3 separate regions of the Mus musculus genome follow, and all the other regions are linked to region 1. Evidence: chromatin contacts called from public HiChIP or PLAC-seq and promoter capture Hi-C data. All regions are on one chromosome and are shown on one strand. Each heading gives the region's core, a stretch centred on a gene start, on an enhancer-like site or on the middle of the called end of the contact. The rest is flanking DNA. Distances are from core to core; before and after follow the strand shown. Region 1 holds the start of Fam229b (family with sequence similarity 229, member B). Region 2 overlaps Fyn (Fyn proto-oncogene). Region 3 overlaps Fyn (Fyn proto-oncogene).

What was found. Promoter capture Hi-C pulls out the DNA fragments that hold promoters and counts their contacts. HiChIP or PLAC-seq counts read pairs in DNA pulled down with a chosen protein or histone mark.
Region 2: a contact with region 1 is called in a promoter capture Hi-C map of embryonic stem cells. The contact joins the enhancer-like site here to the promoter of Fam229b in region 1. A contact is called at or near these places in 15 of 39 promoter capture datasets (the 3T3-L1 cell line, the C10 cell line, the HPC-7 cell line and 9 more), 2 of 15 datasets of contacts at CTCF or cohesin (both in the NIH/3T3 cell line), 7 of 484 Hi-C or Micro-C datasets (the N1E-115 cell line, double positive thymocytes, embryonic stem cells and 4 more), 14 of 115 datasets of contacts at active chromatin or transcription factors (bone marrow-derived macrophages, craniofacial prominence, double positive thymocytes and 8 more) and 4 of 9 other capture datasets (adipose tissue, liver, macrophages and 1 more).
Region 3: a contact with region 1 is called in an H3K4me3 HiChIP or PLAC-seq map of bone marrow-derived macrophages, with 2.5 times the contacts expected there. The contact joins the enhancer-like site here to the promoter of Fam229b in region 1. A contact is called at or near these places in 6 of 39 promoter capture datasets (the 3T3-L1 cell line, embryonic stem cells, liver and 2 more), 1 of 115 datasets of contacts at active chromatin or transcription factors (bone marrow-derived macrophages) and 1 of 9 other capture datasets (adipose tissue).

Annotation. Positions count from the first base shown.
Region 1 is chr10:39,132,519-39,135,401 of GRCm38.p6, reverse strand. Fam229b (family with sequence similarity 229, member B) reads left to right here and starts at 1,496. Exons shown (of 5, transcript NM_183254.2): 1 at 1,496-1,579. Tube1 (tubulin, epsilon 1) reads right to left here and starts at 1,379. Exons shown (of 12, transcript NM_028006.2): 1 at 1,295-1,379; 2 at 1,123-1,196; 3 at 362-414. The coding sequence starts at 1,319.
Region 2 is chr10:39,524,285-39,527,167 of GRCm38.p6, reverse strand. Fyn (Fyn proto-oncogene) reads right to left here. Exons shown (of 14, transcript NM_001122893.1): 7 at 1,664-1,767; 8 at 238-387. Among named protein-coding and RNA genes, the nearest start is that of Gm40627, 65 kb to the left of the region's middle. Within about 2 kb of position 1,512, at least 9 of the 459 cell types and tissues checked have an H3K27ac peak or open chromatin away from gene starts, as enhancers often do. A contact at or near this core is called in embryonic stem cells, where this site is marked.
Region 3 is chr10:39,454,933-39,457,815 of GRCm38.p6, reverse strand. Fyn (Fyn proto-oncogene) reads right to left here. Exons shown (of 14, transcript NM_001122893.1): 3 at 2,681-2,750. Among named protein-coding and RNA genes, the nearest start is that of Fyn, 87 kb to the right of the region's middle. Within about 2 kb of position 1,440, at least 64 of the 459 cell types and tissues checked have an H3K27ac peak or open chromatin away from gene starts, as enhancers often do. A contact at or near this core is called in bone marrow-derived macrophages and pre-B cells, where this site is marked.

The DNA of each region.
Region 1 (2,883 bases), core at 247-2,746:
ACATTGTGAGCAGTTTCCACCTCTTTCATTTCTGCATACTCTGAGGGCAAGTAATATGCAAAATAATCTTTCAAAACCTGGCCCCCGCTAGACTCATACCATAGTGGGCAGGCACCCTCAGTGAAAACGTCAGGTTTTCAAAGTTACTGGGAGTCCCTTTAAAGGTTCTTTTTGGCTTCTTACGGAAGTCTATCAAGGAAGCGCGCTGTTCTGCAGAATGGTATGAAAATGGGCTATGAGAATACGCTTTGATCAGAACAGCAGACACCGTCCTAGCTGGCAACTGTTTCCTTATCCTCTAAGATTCTGCTGACAGGGAAAGGAGGCGTCCTACCAAGCGGAGACAGACTCACCCACTTACCTGGTATCCACATTCCTGAAGAAGCTGCTTATAGCGTCGTCATAAATTCCTTTCTAGAAACAAAACAAACTATAGCATTTACGTTTATTTTCTCTAAAACCCTTTTAGCTGTAGCAACTCTACAACGCTGAAGGGGCTCTAAGAAAAAGAAACCTAGGTCGACTCTTCCAATTACATCTAAAGGTAAAATGCCAAGAGAACCCCTGACTAAGTTTAACAGTGATGAAAAAAGCACACCCTGTAGGATTATACAGCTGGTACTCCAAGTGGGAATTTCTTGGGATTCTTGGTCGTTTGATGTATTTACCTACTTTATAGTGCTTTCATCTATAGCATCTACTGTCTTTCAAAACAACAACAACAACAACAACAACAGGAGGAGGAGGAGGAGGAGGAGGAGGAGGAGGAGGAGGAGGAGGAGGAGGAGGAGACTGCTAAAGATCAGGGAAACTTAAGACCAAACTCCTGACAAGTGCCTTCTGCCTGTGACTTACAGCAACACGTTTAAAAAGAAACTAGCCACGACCGGTATGAGAAGATCCTATGCAATTTATGGTACTGATTAAAAAGCCCAAGTAATCTGGGCATGATAGTGGTAGTCCTGGGGATGCAGAGACAGATGGATCGCTGCAAATTCCAGAACATGATCTACACAGCAAGTCCCAGGTCAGCCAGGGCCCCGTAGCAGGATCCAAAGCACCCCTCCCCAAACCTCATGTGAACTCTGGCAGGCCCGGGTGACAGGCAGGAGGGGCGGGTACCTGGTTGACCGCTGCGTGCTCCCTCAGCGCCAGGTCCCAGAAGCAGCAGCCGATCTGGTTCCCGCACTGTCCGACTGCAGCCAGTAGCGAGGAAGAGAGAGAGGTGCATTAGGAAGGCAACCAGGTGACTGGCTCCGCAGCGACCCGGTCCCCGCGGACGGGGGTAGCTCACCCTGTACGACCACCGACTGGGTCATTCCGCCGGGAGGACCAGCAGGAGCACTCCCGCCCAAACTCCCGCCTTAGCTTTCGAGCTCAACGACGCCCTACGAGGGGCGGCCTTAAGTCACGTCGCTGCCGCAAGTAGCCAATGTCGTAATGCCCTTGTTTCTTTACGGCCAGGACTTCTGCGCAAGCACATTTGCGGCTAGCCGTTACCATAGCGACTGGGCCTCCGGCAGGTAAATCCTAGCTGCCCTGTCAACATCCTTGAGCATCTGCAGCTCCGGAGGCCCTGGTAACTGACGGGTAACTAGGTTTCAGAGAGGCATTTAAGATAAGGGACTTTAACTTTGATCACGGGCTTTGAGAGGCTCACAGCCTAAACAGCCAGGACAGTGGGTCCGATTTCTCAGGATGATGCCCGCTAGTGTCGTTATCTAACAGAAAACGAATGTGGAGGAACACAGAGACACCCCAGACAAATAGGCTTATCTGGGAACAAGGGAAGCTAGGTACACTCCGACCAAATACCACAGCTAAGTTCAGAGGCCAAAGCGATGCACTCTTCAAACTTAAGATTTCTGGATAATTCAAAACATCTACACAAATCCAACTTCCAACAGCCGGCAATGCCATTGAAGATACACTCGATGCACTCAAAAGATATGACCTAAAATATTACATGGCGCTGACAAGGAGAGCCATAATATTCAATGAACAAGGGTCTAGGAAAAGAAAAGATGGGTTAAAAGTTAAGGCGTTTGATTTGATGTATGAACAATGTAGACGAGATTTTTTAAAGGCAGGGGTGGGGCACGAAGTTCGAAAGGGGAAAAAAAGGTTATTTTTCAGAAATTGAATTTTTACTGGGCAAATTAAATGAGGCTTTAATTAAGAACTAAATTAAGAATTTAGGCTGGAGAGATGGCCCAGTCAGTAAAATGCTTGTCTCTGAAGCACGGGGACATAAATGCAGACCCCAGCACTTAACAAAAATCTGGGAGCCTGTAACTCTAGGCTTGGAAGGCTGGAGAAGGGAGATCCACAGAGTCTAGCTGAAACTGTGAGTGTCAGATTCAGGGCTCAATAGGAGACAATGTCTTACAAAGTAAGATGAAGGATAACTAAGGAAAACACTTCATGTTTCACATCTTGTTTCCATAAGTGTGCACACACACAAATCCCCTCACTAACTTTAATGCTTTAATGAAGTTAATATTTTCCACAGAAATTCTGAGAAACTACAAAACCTTTAATCTTCATTTAGCAAAAGTTAAATTATACTTGCTATTAATTTGTCATGATATGTAATATGATATATAACATGATAAGAGCCACAATAATTGATTGATTGGTTAGAATACCTTATTCAGCCGCCAGGATACAGCTTAGTTTGTTATTACACAGTTTTGAAAGATGTGAATTTTGACGTTGTAGTGGGGTGTATGTATTGCAGAGGCCTTTCCATGTTTCTCTTTGGGTGTCTTACATCTCTTGTAACTAAGGGGGCAGATTTTAGCCAGGAAAAATTAGAAATTGCTGGATTTACTCTTACCCGCTTCTTGGTAAGCATGCAATCTGTGATAAAGGTAGTCAGAC
Region 2 (2,883 bases), core at 263-2,762, 390 kb before region 1:
AAGATTTAAACTACTGCCTTCTACTGGGGGGAACTTCTGGAAAACACAGGAGGAAAATCCTATCTGGGGCAGAAGAGCAACAGAACCCCGGACTCCATCTGTCTGTCTGACTGTGGGGGTGGGCGGGCAGAGGACAGCTCTACCTAGTGACTCTGTCCCGTATCTCCTCCTCCTCCCTCACAGCCTCCAGTTTCTAACCGGTGACGGTGACGGTGACGGTGACGGCACTGGGGTTACCTGAGTAATGCTGTACCAGTTGCTGAAGTGTTTCAAACTGGGCCCGCGTTGTGATATAGTATCCACCATTGTCAAGCTTGCGGATTTTATAATGTTTGACGTGGTCCCCTTTCATATCATCCCAATCACGGATGGAAAGTGAGTAGGCACCTGGTAAACGTGCAAGCATTAGCCACACCAATCATCGGAGCCCCAGTCTGCTCTGCAGGCCTCATTTATGTGACTATTCTGATTAATAATTATTACAAACCATATGCGCACGCGCACACACACACACACACACACACACACATACGAAAGAGACAGATATATCTCCACTCTGTAACAGGACAAAGACAACTTTTGCTATCCTGCCAGTGTTCAGAGATGTTAGCAATACAGTTGACTTTGCTCTTGGAACTAAAAACTTCTGGTTTTTCTCAAAGTTTCCTTTCAGTTTCTTGTGTTGTCTAATATTGCACAGACCAAATCCCACTGGGATAGATGAAGAGCAGACTCCAGGTGAGCTTGCCTCCTGCTTTCATTTCCTGTGGCCTAGCTGAGAGGCAGGGATAGTGAGGGGCTGGGAGACAGGGATGGCATATGTGTGTGTGTGTGTGTGGTGGGGCTGTGGGTGTGTGTGTGTGTGTGTGTGAGGCAGGGATGGTGGGGGCAGAGGTGGTTGGTGGAGAGGCAGGGGTAGGGACAGAGGTGGTTGGTGGAGAGGCAGGGGTGGGGACAGAGGTGGTTGATGGGAGGCAGGGGTGCGGGAGGAACAGAGGGTGGGAACAAAAGAAATGGAAGTCTATCCCCTAGCAGGAAGCTCCAAAGCTCTGCTTGGCAATCTGCACAGGGACAGGTCACCAGTGTGTGGCAGCATGGTTCTCTGCCCCTCTGCCTGCTGAAGTGAGTTATTAAACAGAGGGAAGAGGAAGGAGTCCTCCACTAACAAAACAGAGTGGAAGGAAAGAAAAACAAATTTAAACTGGGTGGTGGTAGGGCAGGCAGACCTTTGATTTTAGCACTTGGGAGGCAGAGGCAGGTGGATCTCTGAGTTCAAGGCCAGCCTGGTCTACAGTGTGAGTTCTAAGACAGTTAGGGCTACACAGAGAAACACTGTCTTGAAAATACACACACACACACACACACACACACACACACCCCAAATCAAAAAGGTAAGAAAAACCAAGTTCCCGCCCTTCACTCGAACAGGAGAACAGGACGGAGTCTGAGCTGAGGCGGAAGCCTGGCCTCTGTTTCTGGAGGCGCCTCCCTCTGAGCCCGATCATCTCTGGGAGCTAAATGCAGTTCCAGCGTCTTCAGGGGAGCTGGAGAGCAGCAGGAGGCTCAGGCTAGAAGGCCCCGGACCAGGCAAGAGCCACGCCTTCCGATCCCAAAGACCTTCAGATCTGAACAGCACATCAGTTTTGCCCTCTCCTTAGCTTACCTTTGGTGGTTTCGCTCTCGCGGATAAGAAAGGTACCTCTTGGGTTTCCAAAGGACAGGAGCTGTCTCTCAGCATCTTTGCGGCCAAGTTTTCCAAAGTACCACCTTCAAGGGAGACACAGGCAAGAAAATAAATACACTTGTGACTGAGCAATGTAGCTAGCTTTTCCTCCACAAATTCCTTCGCCTCTAATGTTGCTTCCACTGCCCCAAACTAGTTTTTTCTAGCTTCATTCAGTCCTTTTTCAATCTTTCCTGATTCTATCCACTCTGCATCTCTTCCATTCTTAAAAAAAAAAAAATCTTGAATCATGGATTGTGTTCCTTCCCTCCAGGACGACAGGGATGTGTGTGTGAAATGCCACCTGCACGCACAGAGAGAAACCCACCACCTTGTTTGAAATGCCAACTGCAGGGGACGATTCCATAGCTCAGCTGTACGACCCTTGATTTCTGAGCATAATTACAACTCCTGGGAAATACCAAGACTCAGCTCTAGTATAAGGATCATCAATCAAGCATGATTTTTTTTTTAAAGGAGCCCACTCAGGATGGATAAAGAAGGAAGACAGATAACACTTCTACTTAGTCTCTACCTACAGGAATTCTGAAGACGGGAACTCAGCTCTACCCCTGATCTGAGATGGCTGCTGTTCTTGGAAGCCTGGTTTGATTTTCTCTCCCTGTCCAGCATTCGTGAGGAGCGTTTACCAAGTACCTGGCCTGTGCCCTGCAGTTGCGCTTCTCTGACACAGCTGCAGGGATTGCTTACTGCACATCTGAGAGAAAGCTGTGCACGGTTAATGGGCATGTCCATAAAAATGAGTCGGTGGTGCAGACATTTTAACATTCCCTTGCAACAGCACTGACAGCACACTTGTGCCGTGGCAGGAAGCCTCACAGGCCTCCTCAGGACCGGAATGCGTCTTTTGTCTCTCCACTTGAGCTGCTGAGTCCTAACCAACGCCCGGCAATCCGTTCACATTTCAGCACTGGATTGTATATGAGAGGATAAGTATGCCAAGAGCCCAAGGGAGAGTTCTGGAACATTCCACCAGAATCTGTGAGTAGGAGCAGCTTTCAGGACCAAACCATCACAGTATTCATCTATGAAAGCAAATGGTTTTAAAAATGAAGCTTCAATTCACCATGCCTGAATGTAGCTAGGAAGTTCACCATCAGATCCTTCTGTGAGTCAAAGAATTTCACCGAAGGAGCGTC
Region 3 (2,883 bases), core at 191-2,690, 320 kb before region 1:
TATTTTTACTGGCTCTATCATCAGTTTCTCAGTTTCAGTACCACTGACATCTGAGGTCATTTGTGGGGTGTGTGCACATGTGTAGTTCTAATACTGCAGGGCATTTAGCAGCATCCTTGACATCACCAAACACCGCCTGGAAGGCGCACTGACCTCAGATGAGAACCACTGTTTTTATTCCTCATTGCATTTATCTTTCACGATGATATGGCCTAAAGGAGAGGGAGAATCTTGGCCATCTCAAAATATTCACAAGCTGTAGCTTTAAGAGTCTTACATTTCTTGAGTCATAACGAGGAATGAGAATCTGGGAAACGCTTGCGCCTCAGAGATTCGTCCACAGCAGTCTGCCCACGGCCTCAGCTGAGAGTGCCAAGACTGTTTCACCCGGACGGGGAAGGTGGATTTGCTACGCTGCCCTCCTTTCTCCATTCTCAGAAGCCCACAAAACAGACCACCTGCATGACCCATCAGTGGGCTCAGTCCTGAGAGTGATGGGTGGGACGGAGTTTAGGGCTAGGTGTCTACTAACATCTACACAGCAAGGCATTCCAGCCAGATCCTGACAGGCGTAGTGCTTCAGTGCTGGGCAGGTGCACAGGGAGGAACTGTAAGGCAGGAGCCTCTGCTAAGAGCTTCATGGGATGGGGTGTGACATGGACATAACAAGAGGGAAGGAAGACGGGGGGCGGGGGGTTGTTTAGTTCAGAGGACAGGGGGTGACAGAAGGAGGAGATCATCTAAACATGGTAGACAAGTGTGTGGGACACCAACATAACCTATCTAAGATCGGCAGGTGGCGTAGTGGGCACTTAAGCATTTGTCACATTACCTCCGTGTGACAGGCACTGTGGGACTCAGCCTAAGTCCCCATCCCACATGCAGTTCACTCTCCACCATCACACTTTAACAAGCTGAGATAACTGTCTTCTACAACTCACTCTTTCCATCTTTCATTCCCACAGAAGAAAACCCAGTCTCCTTACAGTACAGTTCTGTGGGTTTCCACAAAAGCCCACAGTTGTAGAAATAACACCACGATTAAGATATGGAACAATTTGGTCACTCTTCTCAAACAATTTCCTAGTGTCCCCTAATTGTTTATTATGTTATTTTCTATTAAGACAAACCATCTGGGCTCAGCACAATGAGTCAATGCATGTACACAGTGTCTGACAATCAAATCAGAATGAGCATTCTCACCTCCCAAAAGTAAGTATTGCTACAGGCTTGGGACCGTTATATCCCTAGTTATTTCTGAAATAAATCCTGTATTGTACTAATTAAACTTGCCGAGTGGGCTATTCCCTCCAGTGGCAATGTTAGACCTCCCAGTGAGCTGCCCGGGCAAGTTCCTCTTTATCTCTGAGAAGACTTGAAGCCTCTGGTTAAAATGTTGCTGAAGACACTTTCTGGCTCTTTAGAGATTATTGTAGAGACCTCCTGAGGCCACGTCCATGTCCTTGTCCCACAGATGAGACATGTGGCTTTAATATCAGCACTCTGTACAGCAGCAACAAGGCTGGTTCTCTCCCAAACACAGGTAAGCCAAACTGTTAGTTCAATAATCGATGTCGGCAAAGGCACATAACCACGGCACGTAACCACGGTAAAATCAAAAGGAAGGGTTGGAAATAAAAGCCCATATGAGCCAAACATATCGTGCACCTCGCTCTGTCCCTTCTCACTGACATGAATGAAAATAGTATCAGAACTTAACCAAAAGCTGGAAGGATGTGACCTCACTCGACTGTAACCGTGGCAGGAAGGTAGGCTGAGCTAGCAGTGCTTGTCTGACAGTGGCTTCCTTGGGTTCTAGAAGGAGGCCCAAGTAACAGCCGCTCTCCCTTACCTCCTCCCATGCCCCATCTCCGGGCTCATTATGGAGAAAATGACAGAGAAGCTGCTGTGGTAGCTAGTCACTGGGAAGTGACATGTCCCATTTCTCAAGTCTTCCTGCTGAAAACATGCACCTTCTGAGTGGCTTATCTTCAGAGGCAAATGTCCCCAACAAGGAGTCTGTCGGAAAACATGGCTGCTGTGGAGCACCTACTGTGCACCAGCATGACTCGGCTCACTAAAGGCCTCCGTTTACAGAAGAGCTCGAGACTCTGAGGGTTATTGTAAAGCAACAATGAGTACAGAGATTTAACCTAGGTCCCCTGACTACAGCCTGCCCTCCACACCACCAGCTGTCAGGACAGTTCTCTGCCTCCCAAGCTTCTGCTCCAGCCTGGGGCAGCTTCCAGGAAGAGTTGCTGCTTACTTTTTTTTTTTTTTTTTTCACTTCCCATTCTTCAAGCAGGTAGCTTCTCTCTCTGTCAACATGCAGGCCGTTTGGACTCCTGGCTTTGGAAACACTATCCCTCTCGCCTGTGCATTTGTTGCTCCTGTTACACAGCTGGCTTAGAGCATGAACTAAATTGACAATGGTGACCTGGGCCCTTATTTTGAGCTTCCCCAGATCTAGACTTTTATAAAATCCCATATCACTTAATAACGTTAGTTTTAACAAGAAAAATGGCATATTGTCAGAAAACACCAATTTAGTGACACATTTACTTAAAAACGTTCATTTGAGGTTTAGAGCAGGTTTGAAAGATACCTGGGCAGTGCAGGGCACCTCTCGGTGGCACCATTTTACACTAAATGTGTTAGAAATAAATGGAACAACACTTACCCAAATTTCCACCAACTATCACAAACTTTATATACACCACATGTCTTCGAAACCAGCGGTCGGACTGACTCTGAAAAAACAATGCAGATAGACTCCTTATTTACAATCTGTTTCAATGTGCCCAGGGCTTGCTCTCTTTGTTCCTCTTCACCTACCGATCGATCGATTGGGGCACCCATCCATGCAGCAAACTCCCCACCACC